Regions from separate parts of the Mus musculus genome. Here all the other regions are linked to region 3. A link is a contact called in public HiChIP or PLAC-seq and promoter capture Hi-C data. All regions are on one chromosome and are shown on one strand. The core of a region is the stretch at or near the end of the contact, and the rest is flanking DNA. Distances in the headings are between cores, read along the strand shown.

The links. Promoter capture Hi-C pulls out the DNA fragments that hold promoters and counts their contacts. HiChIP or PLAC-seq counts read pairs in DNA pulled down with a chosen protein or histone mark.
Region 1: a promoter capture Hi-C map of neural stem cells shows a contact between it and region 3. The contact joins the enhancer-like site here to the promoter of Traf6 in region 3. A contact is called at or near these places in 1 of 39 promoter capture datasets (neural stem cells), 2 of 115 datasets of contacts at active chromatin or transcription factors (effector CD8 T cells and memory CD8 T cells) and 2 of 9 other capture datasets (adipose tissue and embryonic stem cells).
Region 2: a contact with region 3 is called in an H3K4me3 HiChIP or PLAC-seq map of bone marrow-derived macrophages, with 4 times the contacts expected there. The contact joins the enhancer-like site here to the promoter of Traf6 in region 3. A contact is called at or near these places in 3 of 39 promoter capture datasets (the C10 cell line, hippocampal neurons and pre-B cells), 2 of 484 Hi-C or Micro-C datasets (cortical neurons and embryonic stem cells), 1 of 115 datasets of contacts at active chromatin or transcription factors (bone marrow-derived macrophages) and 1 of 9 other capture datasets (liver).

What each region holds. Positions count from the first base shown.
Region 1 is chr2:102,001,953-102,005,049 of GRCm38.p6, forward strand. All of the region lies in intron 4 of Ldlrad3 (low density lipoprotein receptor class A domain containing 3), which reads right to left. All of the region lies in intron 1 of Gm39888 (a long non-coding RNA gene), which reads left to right. Among named protein-coding and RNA genes, the nearest start is that of Gm39888, 12 kb to the left of the region's middle. Within about 2 kb of position 1,504, at least 77 of the 459 cell types and tissues checked have an H3K27ac peak or open chromatin away from gene starts, as enhancers often do. A contact at or near this core is called in neural stem cells, where this site is marked.
Region 2 is chr2:102,051,363-102,054,445 of GRCm38.p6, forward strand. The region is part of intron 4 of Ldlrad3 (low density lipoprotein receptor class A domain containing 3); the gene reads right to left. Among named protein-coding and RNA genes, the nearest start is that of Gm39888, 61 kb to the left of the region's middle. Within about 2 kb of position 1,774, at least 94 of the 459 cell types and tissues checked have an H3K27ac peak or open chromatin away from gene starts, as enhancers often do. A contact at or near this core is called in bone marrow-derived macrophages, cortical neurons and hippocampal neurons, where this site is marked.
Region 3 is chr2:101,676,633-101,679,695 of GRCm38.p6, forward strand. Traf6 (TNF receptor-associated factor 6) reads left to right here and starts at 1,788. Exons shown (of 7, transcript NM_001303273.1): 1 at 1,788-1,988.

The DNA.
Region 1 (3,097 bases), core at 254-2,753, 330 kb after region 3:
GACAGTTGCCCTAAGGCCTATGTGTTCATGTAAGGCATCTCCACAATTTTAATCTTTTCTGAAAGCTGAGCTGAGAAGCTCCAAGATGGATAGTTGCTGATATTCATAGACTCAGTCACACTGTCAGTTCTTAAGTAACCCAAAGTCTCACTAGGGGAAGTGGCAGAAGCAATGTCTTTACCCAGTCCTATCACTGATGTCTCTCTTCTCCCAGAAGCTCTTGGTGTCTATTTCTGTAAGCCAGTGAAGCAAGACCAGGGCAAGGGCACGGAGGTGAGCAGCCACTGCTGACCCAACAAACAGAAATTTCTGTGGTGTGGAGTCCACATGTCTTGTCCAGTACTCCAAGCCTTCCCCTCTTAGCTGTCGGTCATCTTAATATACTGCACTTATACTGCAAACACCATCCCTTGCCAACCCAGCCACCAAGTATCAAGCATTTCTGAACAAATGCTGTGGATTCAGTTCTCTCCTTCTCCCTTATTCGGATCCTGGGGATTGAGCTGAAGTTGGCAGGCTGCAGAGCAAGCGCTTTTGCTTGCTGAACTAGCTCCTCTTATCTATCTTTCATTTTCTTTTCTAAAGGAAAAAAAAAACCCTACTTGAAGCCCAATCCCCATCGCTGTACACACACCACTCTTTAGGAAGCCACCATCAGTGCATGAGGAAGTGGTCAAGTGGGCACGTCAGTACATGGATAGGAAAGGAAGAAACTGGACGGAAATGAGACTTAAAAGGTGCCCACCTACAACTTGGTATCTCGGATCCGCATCTCCCCAAACCCACTTATCCACACTGTGTATGTTACTTACCCTGCCACACATCATAGGTAGGGAAGTCAGGGCAAGCACTTTGATATGGATCCCAGAAACGAATCCCCACCCCGCAGGGATATGAGCTGCTCTTGTGCTGGCGATCAGGAGGCTGGGTCAGCTGAGCAGTCGGAATGACAAAGAAGGGGGGGATGTTTAATTGAGGGAAGGGAATAGATTATTTTCATGCTCCATCTCCATCCACGCAATCCATCTACCAATTACAAGCAAGTTCTTATCCAGACATTAAAGCAGGCAACTGCCCGTGCTGGCATCCAACCAAAACTGCTTATCTTGAGGCTTCCATCATCCCAGACCCCTTTCCTGATCCCAGATCACTGGCTTCCTGCCTAATGCAGCTGCACTGCTTTTTCTGCCCCTGGATTTAGCTCCTGGAATTTTCCCCTGATACCAAACACCCTTGCAGACAGACACACAAAGCCAGGCAGTGAGCTGGTCTTTGTTTCATCTGTCTGAGGAGGAAGAAGCTGTTTGGCCTCTCAAGTCTGTCTATATCTGTCCTGCTAAATATCACAACCGCTGAGGCTGGTGGATAGGATCCAGTTCTAAGGACAAGGCTGTCTCAGAATTTGAAATATTCCAGGAAGGAAGACTTGTGAGAAGGGGCTGGGGAACTGCTGCAAAACTCACCAATGCATTCTTAACACCGAGACTCCATGCCAACCTGAATTTCCATTGCAAATCAAGCATTCACCGGGCCCCACCATTAGTTAAGCTCAGCGCCCTGGCTAATTAAGTCAGTCTCCGGTGGGGAAGGATAGATTTAAGGGCCATCATCAGCTCCTGTCTGAGATGCTCACAGCTGAGACTTCATTCTTCATGCAATGCGGAGCAAATCAAAGCTAATGCCAGAGCATGGCCACAGCTGACTGGGCCTCTCTCAGTGATGTGCACCCAAGCCCCAAGATGTCACCGGCTCACATGTCATTTGTCTGCATTAACATTCTGTCTGGGTTCTTGCTTCACACTCAACAAGTCTACTGCAAGCTGTAAATAAGGAGACGAAGGACAGGGACATATGCCAAGAAAGCTCACACATGGCTCACAGGGCGACAAAACCCATATTAATAATGTGATCTGAAGAGACTCGAGGAACGCTGGGGCTGCTGTCACTTCTCCTTAGATGAAGAATCCCACCAGTGGGGGTGATTGATATTCTAATTCTTCAAACTGCATCTTTCTAAAAATGTAGATTAAACTTTCCCAAATAGCTTGGATGCTCTCTCAACTCTCCTCCAGCGTCCTGTCCCTCCCCATGGGGATTAAAAATATCATGCCAGGATTTATATTTGGTTCAAATTTGCTTAGCACACCAAGGCTAAATACAGCTTATGCACCACTCATGCTTCCAAAATCACTTACTTGGAAACGTATGAAACAGTAATGGAATGATTTATAGTTTTCTCTTAGCTCTTTCATTGCTGATTTACGGAGATCTCTCCAGGGGTGATTATTTTTGGATATTTCAAAATCTGTAGACTGCCGAACTCTTGATAGATGTTAATGTATTTCCAGAGAGCCTATGTTAACTGACACGTTTCATTCATTTAAACATTTAATGAGCACCTATGATGCATTACATATAGTGGGTTATACAAAGCTGGTTGGAGTATAGGCTTGTGTCCTCGGATAACCTACACTTGCCCCTGTTACTCTACTTAGGGGCTGCATTGCCACAGTGACTATACTTACTGGCAAAACAAAATTTCCCCGGTGTGAAGCCCTGGATGGACACATCTTCTATGGTATCCACCTTACCTCTTCAACTAGAGGAGCTGGTTAAGTCCTGGCATGAAAATGGAGTTGTTCCTTGGAACTGTCAAACTGCATCCATCCGTCCATCCATCCATCCATCCATCCATCTATCCACCCACTAATATATTTATGTATCATCATTTGTCATCCATCTATTCATCCATCCATCATCTGTCATCTATCCATCCATAAATCCATCATCTGCCATCCATCAATCCGTCCATTCAACTAGCCTTTGCTTCACAGGAATCTTGGGAGAGCACACCCAGTATATCATACTCCAACAGCTCTTGGAAAATGCCAAATAGTTTCCTTCTCTCTCCTAGTAGAGGAAGAAATCAGAGATGGATGGGCATTCTAGAGATCCAGGATCTGGCTTCCAGCTTAGGTTCCCAGTACATAATTGCATGGCATTCAAAGGTCACTAATGCACTTTCAACTCTAATCCTCCCAACCAACACAGGAAGTAAGCTATGGCTACAAAGGCAATCACTGTTACTGTATTCAGA
Region 2 (3,083 bases), core at 524-3,023, 370 kb after region 3:
AGCAAGCTTAGCTTGTGAAAGATATACCTAAACTCTTCCCTTCTGTCATCCTTCTCTTTCCTGTCGCCATGCAGTGAGCAGCCTTTGCCAGGCTTCCACTACTGTGAGTCTCTGCCTGGCCTCAGGCCCGAAAAACCACTTGCTCTGTGTTCTCCCTTTGGGGGTTTTAATAATCTGGGCAACATTCCAATGCAAGGGACCCCACACCTTAGCAAGCACGCCAACTGCCTTGGGTCTCTCTATGTCACCCAATGTTCCACTGGCCAAAGTAAGCAGAGGACATTAACAGAGGCATTTTCTTTGGCCATTCTGCTAACAGTAAAAAGGCTCTTAAAGAGCAAAGAACTGAGAATGATAATTCAGTCTACCACATGGTGGACAGTGGAGGTGGCCCATGGGACAAATACCAAGCTCTAAATTTCACCATTAGCCAAATGACAGCTCTTAGGGTGAACCATGAGAACAAGCCAATGGTTTCTACTTCAGGATCCTGCCCTGACTTCCCTCAAAGATGGACCTGCAGATGTAAGATGAAATAAACCCTTTCTTCCTTTGCGTTGTGCTTATCACAGGAGCAGAAGAGAACTAGAGGAGGCCTAGAGAGGGCTAAGAAACAAGTGCAAGGTCCCAGGGGTCTGAAAGGGGGTGGGTGACTTTATACAGAGCCACTTGGGACTGAGCTAAGAAGCCTGGAGCTAAGGGGAGCACGGATATAGAAAACGAGACCCTTGAAATACAAGATGAGAGGCGTCCCTCAAGCTCAGCATAGTCTACCACCCCCACACAGAGGCAAGACCAGTGCTCTCCCCAGAGAGCTTTTCTCAGCAGCCCCAGGACCTCCCGTCTCCTCAGGGTCATGTCACTTGGCCTGTCTGATGACTCTCCAGACCTTCACATTTCTGTCACCACATCTGGTGTCCCACAGAAGGTGTGGCTATGCTTTAATTAGGGGTCATTTCTTGGGGGCTGAAGAAGTTGGTTGGGTAGGACTTATGGTAATGGTATATCAGTTTGTTATGGTAAGGCCGACTTGTGGGGTGGGGTGTTCATCAGTAAAAATCTATTGTCTCACAATGTGGGAGACCATAAGTCCAAGATTAAGGTGCTGGCCGAGGGCTTTCCTCTGAGGGCTGTGAGGACAGTCGGTTCCACATCCCTCCCTGGCCATCTGTGGTTTCTTGGCCATCTGTGCTGCAGGCATCCTCCTCTTCTGTTTTTATGTCATACAATGTTCTCCCTGAGTGTGTGTTTCTGAGACCCCAAATCCCACTACAATAAAGACACGGTCACATCAGCGGCCCACCCTATCCTAATGGGACCTCTTCCTACTAATTATATCGTCAAGGACCCTGCTCTTAAATATGGACATGTTCTGTGGACCTGGAGGCAGGGTCCAGATTGTGAGAAATGAATTTTGAGGAGAAAAAAATGTAACTCAAAAAGAGAGCAAGATCCTAGTATGTAATTTCTAAGTTCCAACTCTCTCTGTCCCTCCCTGACACGCACACAGGCTCGTGCGCGCGCGCGCGCGCGCACACACACACACACACACACACACACACACACACACACACACACACACACAGACCTGCAAAAGAAACAGCACAAAGCATCATTTCTGGCTCTGGTAAGGTGCCAAAGCTCTCACAGCCTGCCATTCTCCTGAAGTCTTATCGCCAGAGCACAGCAAGGAAAGGAAGCTGCTCTGGCAGGCGCAACACTGCCAACCAACTCCCTGCTAGGGTGACTCACTGGCAGAACACACTTCGAAAATGCTCGAGGGGTGGAGAGCCAGCTCATCAGTGTGGTACTATCCTTGAGGAAGCATACATGTGAGAGCCAAGAGGAGGACCGTGCCCTTCCCCTGGATCACAGTTCCCCCTTCCATTTAGCTCTCTGCAGCTCGGGCTAGACTGCTTCCTGGAGTTCCAGAGTACCAGAGGGCAGAGGCGGACAGGGTGGTGTGGGCAGGGTCAGGAGAAGGAGCACTGCCTCAACTCAAGTTCACACCTTAGCTCCCTACTCACTTGCAGTATGCACTTGGTCTAAGTAGTCTTTAGTTCTTCATCGAGAAAGTGGGCCAGAAGAGCACAAGGTCCTGGGGTGAAGGGGGAGGGGTTAGAACAGAGCAGAACCACGTGAATGGGACAAAGGTCCCTGACACCAAGCTTGAACCCCAGAATGTTCTCTCCCTATAAAGTCCTTATGGTCCCTCCCAAAGCCCTGACTGGTCACCATGACCTGGGACTAGAATACGAAACCACTGGAGCCTCCTTGAGAGGAGGCTCTCCCTCCAGCCTCACCTGAGGCCGCTGGTGGGCCTCAATTCCTTCCTGGCTTTACGTCAGAGTCCTTCCTCGGCTCCCTGTCCCAGCAGTCTCTGCAACACTGCAACTCACAACATGGAAAGTGGCTTTTGTCAGAGCAAGCAACACAGAGTGAGAGGGAAGGGCTATCTATTCATGGCCTGTTCCTAGAAATGACACCCAACCTGTTTGCTGAATTTCTTTTGCTTAAAACCAGGTCATAATTTGTACATATGTTCTCACACAGCAGTATTCACAATAGTCAAAGGGGGGAGGGGCCAAACGTGTTTGCTGACAGAGAAATCAAACGTGATATATCAACAATAAAATGGAATATTATTCAGTCTTTCACAGGAAGGAAATTGCCTACATGTTATAAAATAGATGAACTTGATGACATGCTAAGTTGAACTAAGCATCTTACAATAAAGTCACGATATTTGATTCTCCTCTACAAGTCCCCAAAACCTCCAAAGCAACCAAGATAGAAAGTGGAAAAGCAGTTACCAGGGTTATGGGGTGGAGCAGAGAGGGAACACTTTTTTTCTTTGTTTCTTAAGTGCATTCAGAATTTCAAGATGTGAAAGTTCTAGCAATTGGCTGCATAATGGAAAGAGTAATTTCTGCCACTGAACTTTAAAAAGTACTTTCAAAAGTTAAGATAGTCAATTTTATGCATTTTTCTAGACAGGAGGGAGGGAGGGACTAGTCAAACCATCCAGATCACAGACAAAGAGGTGGGATTACACACAGGCACAAGTGTCAGAAGGTGTCATC
Region 3 (3,063 bases), core at 538-3,037:
TCTGCTCTGCTGTACACTCTTTGCTGTGGATTTATATGTCTGAAACTGGGAGCTAAGATTAAATGTTTTCTTCCTTAAGTTCCTCCTGTCACATATTTTGGTTACAGCTTTACAAAAGGAACTGACATGGTCATTAAACATAGGCAGCAGCATGGATGGAATCAGACGACAGGAGTCCTTCTCCATCACAGCTCGAGTCCTGACTTTCTCATGGCCCTGCCTGACTGCAAGCAGACAGAGATGTATACGTTCCCTATGCCCAAGACTCTCTATTATACAAAAAGTAGTAGGGTGTGTATAGGACTTGCAGAATTAGGATGAGGTCCCCCCCAAGAACATTCAGAAAAACAGTTTAAAGAAATGAACACAGAGCCGGGCGTGGTGGTGCACACCTTTAATCCCAGCACTTAGGAGGCAGAGGCAGGCGGATTTCTGAGTTCGAGGCCAGCCTGGTCTACAAAGTGAGTTCCAGGACAGCCAAGGCTACACAGAGAAACCCTGTGTTAAAAAACCAACCAACCAACAAACAAACAAACAAACAAAAACAAAAAGAAATAAACACAGAACACCTGATCTTTTTGAAAGCCTCTTGCTAAGTTCTCCCACATCAATTTTTTTTATTAGTTCACCTTGACAACAGTGTGTAAGGTACCACCCATGATGTAAACCTGTTCTATGATTTAGGAAGTGGAAGCTTGTAATGTCTGTCACGTGACTAACTTGCTCCAGAGGTCACACTAATAAATGAAGGAAATCCAATGCCCTGCCTTTTCTTTTCTCTGTGCCTCTCTCTCTCTCTTTTTTGTAGTGTGCGCATGTGTGTGTGTGTGTATGTGTATGTACGTGCACTTGCACACATGTGCATTATGTGCATGCCATTGTGTGCACTTGTAGTTCAGAGGACAACTTTTGGCAATAGGTTCTCTTCTACGGTGTAGGTTCTGGAGTTCCAGCGCATATCGTCAGGACTAAAGTCATGTTTCTTTACCCGCTGAGACATCTCACTGGTCCTTTACCCACCACTGACTTTGTAAGATGATCCCTTTTTGCATACCTCAGGAGTTTACTTATATAAGTGGAGGGGACAGCTATACGCAGAGTATTGCAATTCAACTTGCTTCCTTCTACTTCTTAAACTGCGTGATGAGCACACAGAAGCCTGGGTGTAGCTTTTTATACTCTTCATGCCTTAAACATTTCAAAGCACTTTTTAAAGGGGATAGAGGAAGAATTGAGTTTGAGTTGTACTAGATTCTTATGTTTGAAAGAATCCTTCTACTAAGATGTCAGCAAAAGATAGTATTATTGATATTTACTGCACATATTATTTCCTAGATGATTTTAAATAACTTATTTACATGTATCTACTTACCTTACCTAACAGCCTTAATACACAATAATACCTTTCATATCAGATGGAGAAGATGAGTCAAATTTTCAGATGAGGGTGAAAATCTTTTGGGCATCTATTGCATTGTGCCAGTTACAATCCGTAGATATTTGCATCCAGTTAAACTGAGAACTCAAAATAGCTCTCCCGTGACAATGTTGGAGAATGGGATCATGCAGATGGCAGCAATTGTGAAGAAATGTTTCATGCATGAGACGACTGTTTTGCACTGGTCCGAGGAAGGGCTACGTGATTAATGTAAGGTTCTGCCTATTGAGAAAACTTCTTTGCGAGGAAGGGCGGGGTAAGGCTTCAGCGTGGAGGACCACAGACAGGGGGCGGCCTCTCCCGCGGGGCCTCTTTGTCCCGGGGCGCGCTCCCCTCCCCTTGCTGCTCCTAGCGAGCTGAGAAGGCGGAAGCAGCGGCGGCCGCGGCTGGGGCTGAGGCTCCGGCCGTCGGCGGACGCAGCAGCCGCGGCCCACGAGCCGGGAGTTTGGCGTCGGAGCCACTTGGTCTCGGAGTGCCGTGTATGTAGGCGACGCGGCGCAGCCCGGGGAAGCCTTCCCAGTTGGTTGTGAAGTCTCAGCGTGTACGATCGGTGAGTGAGCGGCTTCGAACTAGAGTTCCGGCGGCCGCGGGCCCGGGAGAGTCACCCCCGGTTCCCCACGGGACAGGGACCTGTCGCCGCGAGCCCTCGCTTCCCACAGATAGGACTGGCCATCTCCACGTCCTCCCTCGGGTCCGGGACTCCGCCCCCTTGCCCCCTCTCGTCTGGGTAGCCCTGGGACCCCCTGTCTCAGCACAAAGCCACCTCTGTCCCTGTCGCCTGACAGGTGCAGGATGCGCCCACAGTCCTCCCACGAGCCGGAGGAGCCCTCTGTGCCCTCCCCGGGACTGCGGGTCTCCCCTGCTCTAGCCCCACAGGTCCTGAACCCGCCCCTGGTTTAGGAGCCTCTCCTGGCGTTTCTGTCGCCTTCCGGCACACGGCATCCCTCTCCCCAGCCCCTCTCTTCCTCACCTGGTGTTTTCCCCTGTCCGGGGAAGGAAATCGCCTGCTGGGTTTTCCCGTCCCTTCCAGCTTAAATTAAGAAAAGAAAAGAAAAGAAAAGAAAAGAAAAGAAAAGAAAAGAAGAAAAGAGAAAATCCCTTCAAACTCCCAGAGTGCAGGGGAAAACTTTTTGTGTGCCCTTTTAAATTCGAGAGCGGTTCTAACCTAAGCAGCAAGTTTAAAAAAAAAAAAAGTACGCTGACACCAATGTTCCCCTCCCCACCCCTGCGCTCTCTCGATTGTTCCAGACGCCGTGTTGCTAAAGCTGTTCCTAGTATTTGGCTTCAGGGGAACTCCGGATGAGACTTAGACTGTCTTTGTGTGTGAACAGAAAGCACCTAACGCTTGGATGTATAGGATTAGCTTGTTTTCTGAGAGCAGTCCGCTAGCCTGTGACAGACGTCTAGAAACGAGAACAATTTGTCACAGCCGAAGTATTATATTGGCTTTGAGACTTGAGCTGCTGGCCTTTCATACCTCCTTTGAGGATGCCGGGGTGGGGAGAGCTCTTTTTGGTTTTTGAAATGGAGGGTAAAGAGGTGTCATGTGACTCGAGGAAAGTGTTTGAACCAGTGGCTTAGCCACATGATAGATACAAGAATCATATTTGAGTTTCAGCCTTGAT